2 separate regions of the Danio rerio genome follow, and region 1 is linked to region 2. The links are chromatin contacts, called in public Hi-C maps. All regions are on one chromosome and are shown on one strand. Each heading gives the region's core, a stretch centred on a gene start, on an enhancer-like site or on the middle of the called end of the contact. The rest is flanking DNA. Distances are from core to core; before and after follow the strand shown.

Region 1 (3,353 bases), core at 57-2,556, 86 kb before region 2:
TGAATCTCCGCAAATCTCCCTTTAAAGAAACCCACTCCAGCTACTGCAAACCAGTGTCCAGAGACATCCCAATGTGCACCGTGGATTTAATATGGAAAGAATTCTTGAGACAATTTTACAGCTAAGGTTCGCGTAATAAACTCTTTTCAAAATACCACATTATAGCCGCTGGTCTGATCTTAATTTATAACTTTTTTTTATTCATCTGAGCGTTCACAAACTTTCTTACTGCGGACAGTGAGAGAGAGAGAGAGAGACCTCCAGCGTGCACTTTATGCGCCCCACGCGCTGTCTGGGTATCATGACAGAACGGCACGGCATCATTCACAACACGGTGGCTTTTTTGGGAAACCGGCGCGCATAATTACACTGAAGCTCAATAAGAGCGCGACACTATACCTGCCCCCGGCTCGCGATCAATCTTACCCCGCGCGCAAACAGACGCGCTTAGACAAGCGGTGCTCAGTGGCTGTGTTCTCGCGCGCATCGGAAGCCAAGGACTACAATATTTCTGGAACGGAGTGCGCCTTCCTTGGCAGCCGCAAACAGATTGTTCCACGTGGATTGAGAACTGGCTGTATTAAACAAAACTGACGGCTATCTAAAACAGACAGCTTATTAACACCATGGAAATATGGCACGGAAGAAATTACACACGTGGGAATAACTAACCTGCAAGCTGTTCTTATTTTAAAGCGCAATATTGCTCACGAGTGCACACGTGCGAAAAGCATTAGTGGACGTTATCCTACTCTTGAAGTGTCTTTAACAACCCAGTTACCTGCAGGAAAAACTATATGCGCCGAGCCCGCGGTGTCTGGCGCGCCGGAGCGCTGTGCGTGCGACAGCAGGGAGACTGGAAACTTGGAAAGGCACAAGGAGAATGAGCGCTTACCTGAAAGAACCAGTGGCATGTTTCTCCGATGATGGGGAACCCCATGGAGCCCTTGGGCATGGGCAGCTTGCAGCTCTTGTCCCGTGTTGCGGTCCACCTCAGCTGCCAGAGCTGCTGGGACACGGCCAGAAGAAGTGCCATGGACACTAAACACGCAGCCAGCGTCGCCAACGCCGAGACAAGGTCAAAACTCTCGAAGAGCATGGCTGTGAACGTCCGGGGACTTGTCTCAAATATCTCTTTGGAGTGATGAGCAATAAAGTGGTTAAACCTAAAATTAGGAGAGTGACCTACTCTGTTAGATATGACTCTCTGCGACAATTATTCGAAAAAGCACAAATCCAACCCTAAAAGTTTATGTAGAGTAAATGAATAAATAAAATATAGTCGGCTATTTAATTAACAGAATGCTGGATATAACAAATCGATCTTAAATGTGTGTATATCATTTTAAATCATCCAAATCGGTGACCAATATTTCTTGAATTCATCAATTAAATTCAAATTTTTGAAGTGTAAATTTGGAGTGAACTTGTCCAACTTGAGATTGATTCGTTGTTTTAAATTTCAAAAGTAAAAAAGGCAAATATAAGTAATCAAGAAAAAGTTTTAAGTTACTTTTTGAAAATATAAAATAAATTGTTTTAGTTATAATTTTTAAATAGGCCTATATATAATCTTAAAGCTCGATATAAACTCTTTAAATACACTGAAATCAAGTAATGGTCATATGGAAGACGAAGAAATAAATGAAAGAAATAATCCTCCGAAGTTTGATGCCTATGAGCAGTAAAAATCTTCAGATGACTGTAGTGCGTCTCGCTAGCCCGTTTTCTGATGCGGTTTCACTCTCTACCTCTCTCTTGCGCTCCAGCTCTCTCTCTCTCTCTTTCTCTCTCTCTCTCTCTATTTCTCTCTCTCTCTTCACATACAGTTTCTTAATGTGAGTTCGAGTCGCACAGCGAGCCTCCAATGTGTGTTTATATAGCAGAGGCAGTGAGGCGGCATTCGGCCAGGGTGCAAGCGGCTCCCCCCTTACCCCACCCCACCGAACTGAGGCGGGGTGAAAAGTGAACGGGACGGGCGCTGGAGCGTGCGGGACCTGGAAGAGAGCCCAAACAGAAAGAGAGGGAGAGGGCGGAACACTTTCAATATTTCAAATCTCATTTACGGTCGGGAACTTGTCACCTGCCACTCGCGGAATACGCACAGGGTTAATTCATGTTGTGGACTTAAAATGCGCTCAAACTGAGGTACACTGATTACCCAAATGATGGTTTAAAACCATCACAACAAAAATGTGAAATAATACTCTACATTTTACCGGATCATATAAGCTACGGACTCTTATGCTAAATCGATATGTTCATGACTTTTTCAAAATGTTTTGATTGTTCAGATGCGCATCTGTTGCACACAGCAGCAGCAGCAGCAGCAGCAGCAGCAGTCCTCTGAACACTGCATGAGTAAGCGATTCATTCATTGACTTACGCGTTTCATATTTGTTTTGCGTTTATATTTACAACTTTCGGGGGTTGATGTTATAAGTCGATTTCTATAAAATAATGTAAATAAATCCCTCATAAACTGGCAGTGTTTTCTTAATTATATCAGATAGTCCTTGCCAAAATTATTGATATGGCCAAATATTTCGATCTGTGAAGCGCGTTTCTATGAATGCTTTACCTTTTGTGCCGATAAAAATATTCATAAAAAGTAGGCTAAAACATTTGATCTATCTATCTATCTATCTATCTATCTATCTATCTATCTATCTATCTATCTATCTATCTATCTATCTATCTATCTATCTATCTATCTATCTATCTATCTATCTATCTATCTATCTATCTATCTATCTATCTATCTATCTATCTCACAACCAGGGCTTGACCGATTCGTGCTGGTGTCATCTATCACAGATGGGACGTGGTTTCAATTACGGTCACTATCTGATCATAATCACTCAAGGGCAGCTCTGTACTGATTTTGAACATATGAGAGACAACCATTACAGAGCAGAACCCCAGCTGTTTCGCTCACCCTCTTCTCGGCGCACAGCTGATGCGCAGGATGGGACGCGCAGCTGGAGCTGGAGACTTACAGACAGACGGAGAGATGCTCTTTTCGCTTGAAAGATGATGAGAGTTCTAGAGCGCGCGCGCCTTTAGTTAAACACCATTCATTTCTCCAGTGAGAGTTTGAAACTGTGCGACTTGAGCATTCTAAGCATGCCCATTTGTCCATTTTCTAAGCCATGGTAAATCAGTCTCATTTTTGCACTGAAAAAATGCAAGAGATTTCTGTCTTTTGTGAAGTTTTCCTTAGACATTCTTTCGCTCATGTCGTCTGCCGCTGTCTACCTGCATGCGTCTCTCAACGTCACACTGCCGCCTAGCGGAGACTGAGCGAACGTCTCAGCCTCTGAATCCAGCGCACGCACCTACAGCGTTCATTA
Region 2 (3,389 bases), core at 85-2,584:
TGCGTATTGCTGTACATCCTGCGAGTTTTAGGCAATGTATTTGTAAGGGGCACAAGCAATCTGCACTTGACTTTAGAACTGCTTTCAGCTGGTCTATTGCACAGTCTATTTTAGTTCCTCAAAATAACAACATGCCAACAATGCGCCTTAACACACCTCCTATCTAGACCGGAACACTCATGAGTCCACAAAGTGGTGCAAATGAATTTGCTATTTAAACAACGTGGCACAAAACGGGAAAATTAGGGTTGCGTTGGTCTGAAAATAGTACCAAATCGCACCAAAGACGTCTTGCGCCTTATTGCGCAAGGTGTATGATAGGGCCCTGCATGTTTTGGATGTCTCCTTTGTCTGTCACACCTATTACAGGTCTTTCAGTCTCTGCTAATGAGCTGATGATCTGAATCAGGTGTGTTTGATTAAGGTGACATGGAAAAGATGCAGAGCCGTTGGTCCTCTAGGAACGTGGTTGAGAAACACTGGTAGGACGCACAAAAATTGACTATTACTAATTAACTAAACTATATGTTTACTTTTAGTAATGAAACTAAACTATTCAGCTGAATTCTAAGGTGAAAATCTATATTTCATGAACCTCTGAGACAAAGCAGCAACTATGTACAGTTCAGACGCCTCATTTGTGTCCCATAACAGGCAATAAAAATACACACAACATCTATGAGTGGGTCAGATGAACACCAGGCAGCATGCTGAATTACTTTCACGAGAAATGGCTAATGTTATGCCTGAAGTTAGGCCACACTGCAACCATACTCACCGGTAGTGTGGCGTGCTCTATAGCATTGCCCTATAGAAGATAGACAAGAGACAAGATGTAGGTCAAAGGTCGAGTTTATGACTACCAACGGGTTCAAATGTGAAGTCGGTGAACCGCACTCTCCCATATCAACTTGGCCGAAGTGTTTACGATCAACGCTGAAAGTCCCTCTGAGTGTCAAAGATGGTTTGTGGTCAGGTGGGAGAGGCTGAGGGAGCAAGCGTGACTGATGGGACTGTGGCTTTGGACACGTTATCAGAGTTTTTTGGCTGTGAAGTTGATGGCACACGCACAAATGGTCAGTTCTTGACCTTTCCTGAAAACCATGAGGAGGACATGGCGAGGCTGTGAGTACTGGGCTGCGTAAAGCAGAATGCAATACGTTCACATGCAGAGCTGGAATGTGCAAACACAATAATATAAGAGGCATATCTGGAAGAGTAGAAAACCATTTGACTGTACGTGTGTGGTTTGTTGATGTGTGTGTGAGTGTGTGTGCGCTGATGGAGAAAGTGAGACATTCAGCCTGACCGTAACCCGACCTGGGGTCGAACAAACATTGCCCCCTGTTGGTGAAATCTAGCCAACAATGTGAGGGTTGTTTTGCAGCGGGCTGAAGACAGTCATACTTCTCTGTTACTGAAAGCTTAGAAAAAGACCAGTCAGGAATTTAGGAGATTACAGGAGCGCAGGAAGCAGCATTACTGCCACCAGCCCTGGATCAGAGACAATCCTAGCCAGTCATGCAGACACAGGAAGGTGTTTGCTTGAGGCCCGTAGGAGGGGAAAACTCTTAAAAGCTTTGATTATCAGAAATCCCTCATGACAGGGGTCAAGACCGGGCTGTGCCAGCGCTAGACTTCCTTAACTGAAGCTGAAACCTCAGGTCGCGCCACACGATCTCTTTAACTCTATGTCAGCTGAGCTACACTGGGGCTCATGAACCCAGAACACTGCAATCCTCTTACCAGCAACGACAATACTTGGCCTTCCCTCAAAGTTCAAGTGTACAGTGAGTGCAATCTGCCTTAAAGCGATGGAGTCACTGAGGGGAGACTACAGGCTCAATCAAAGTACGCTTGGTACAAGAAATAGATTACAGGGCTCAGGATAACAGAACGTAAGACTATTATTTATGTATAAAACTTACAAATAGGCAAAACAGAAACGCAGTGAGTGTCTGTAGGCTGCCCACAAAAAAAAAAAAAAAACTTCTATATTGTAGTCTTAAGATACTGTTTAAAGTTTGGGATCAGTGAGATCAGTGGGATTTCTGAAAGAAGACTCTAAAAATCTAACTAGATTAGGTTAACATATTTAAAAATGGTATTTAATCCTTTGATAACAAAACTGAATTTTCTTTATTATTTCAGTTTTTAGGGTTACATAATCTAGCTGGAAAAAAAACTTTTAGTAATCTGACATACTGTACACTACCTGACAAAATTCTTGTCACCTATTCAAGTTTTAGGAACAACAAATAATAACTTGATTTCTAGTTGATTATTTTGTATCAAAAGTGTCTTATATGAAAGACAAAAACCTCTAGATTACGCTTATTTTACCAAAATAAAATATGATCATGCCTTGATTTTTAAGTATTTAATTAGGACAGTAAGGTATGACTTTGCTTAGACAAAAAGTCTTGTCACTTAACAGAAATAATGTACAGTATAGAATATAAAGTCATGGTGCAGTGGAAAAAAAAATTGTGTATTGTGCATCTTACCCTAGACATGTTCAACAATGTTCAAAACTGGTGACTGGGCTGGTCAATCCTGAAGCACCTTGACCTTCTTAGCTTTCAGGAACTTTGATGTGGAGGCTGAAGTAACCCCAAACCATTTTTGGAAATCAAAAATGAAGAAACCATTTTCTTCACCTAACTTGACTGATTTCGGTGAGAATCTTCGGTTCATGTGGGTTCCAATTGGTCTTCTGCAGTATTTTTAATGATTGGGATGCAGTTCATCAGATGATTCATCAGAAAAATCTACCTTCTGGCACTTTTCCAAATGATCAACTACAAGTCAAGTTATTATTTGTTGCTCGAACAACTGGGATCGAAAACAAGACTTTTGTCAGGTAGTGCAATGTATAAGATGTTTTTACGTTTCTTGGGCAAATAGACTTTTCTTTTTTACAATGTAAAAGCCTGTCACTGTTACTTATAACTAATATTTTGCATCATTACTAAATAAAATAAATTATTTTAGTCTACTATTAATGTTATTTCAAGGTTCAAATCTCACTATTAACAAAGTATTAAGACTTATAGCTCAATAAACTTCTAATTTGCTGCTTATTAAAATTAATAAGGTACAGTAGTTGAGTTTATGTATTGGGTATGATTAGGTAAATAGAATAAGATTATACTTTAACTTTATAAGTACTAATAAACAGTCAATATCTTATTATTAGGCAGGTAATAAATAACTAGTTAATACTTAAACTAAACTCATTGCAATTTTTGACTTGCATGAAATGGAAAAGATTGGTGTCGTAGCAGAGACTGAAATAGATTACCTTTCATAAGTTTGGGCTATGTATTTGTTTAAAAAACTGACACTTTAATTCAACAAAAAGCACTGTAATGACCAAAAACGACAGT

Evidence for each region. A called contact is a pair of places that touch in the nucleus more often than the background predicts.
Region 1: a contact with region 2 is called in a Hi-C map of an unstated tissue, with 2.5 times the contacts expected there. The contact joins the promoter of cyp26b1 here to the enhancer-like site in region 2. A contact is called at or near these places in 3 of 18 Hi-C or Micro-C datasets (caudal fin, embryo and an unstated tissue).

The regions. Positions count from the first base shown.
Region 1 is chr7:25,310,675-25,314,027 of GRCz12tu, reverse strand. cyp26b1 (cytochrome P450, family 26, subfamily b, polypeptide 1) reads right to left here and starts at 1,306. Exons shown (of 6, transcript NM_212666.1): 1 at 896-1,306. The coding sequence starts at 1,099.
Region 2 is chr7:25,224,561-25,227,949 of GRCz12tu, reverse strand. The region is part of intron 18 of exoc6b (exocyst complex component 6B); the gene reads right to left. Among named protein-coding and RNA genes, the nearest start is that of cyp26b1, 86 kb to the left of the region's middle. Within about 2 kb of position 1,334, at least 6 of the 62 cell types and tissues checked have an H3K27ac peak or open chromatin away from gene starts, as enhancers often do.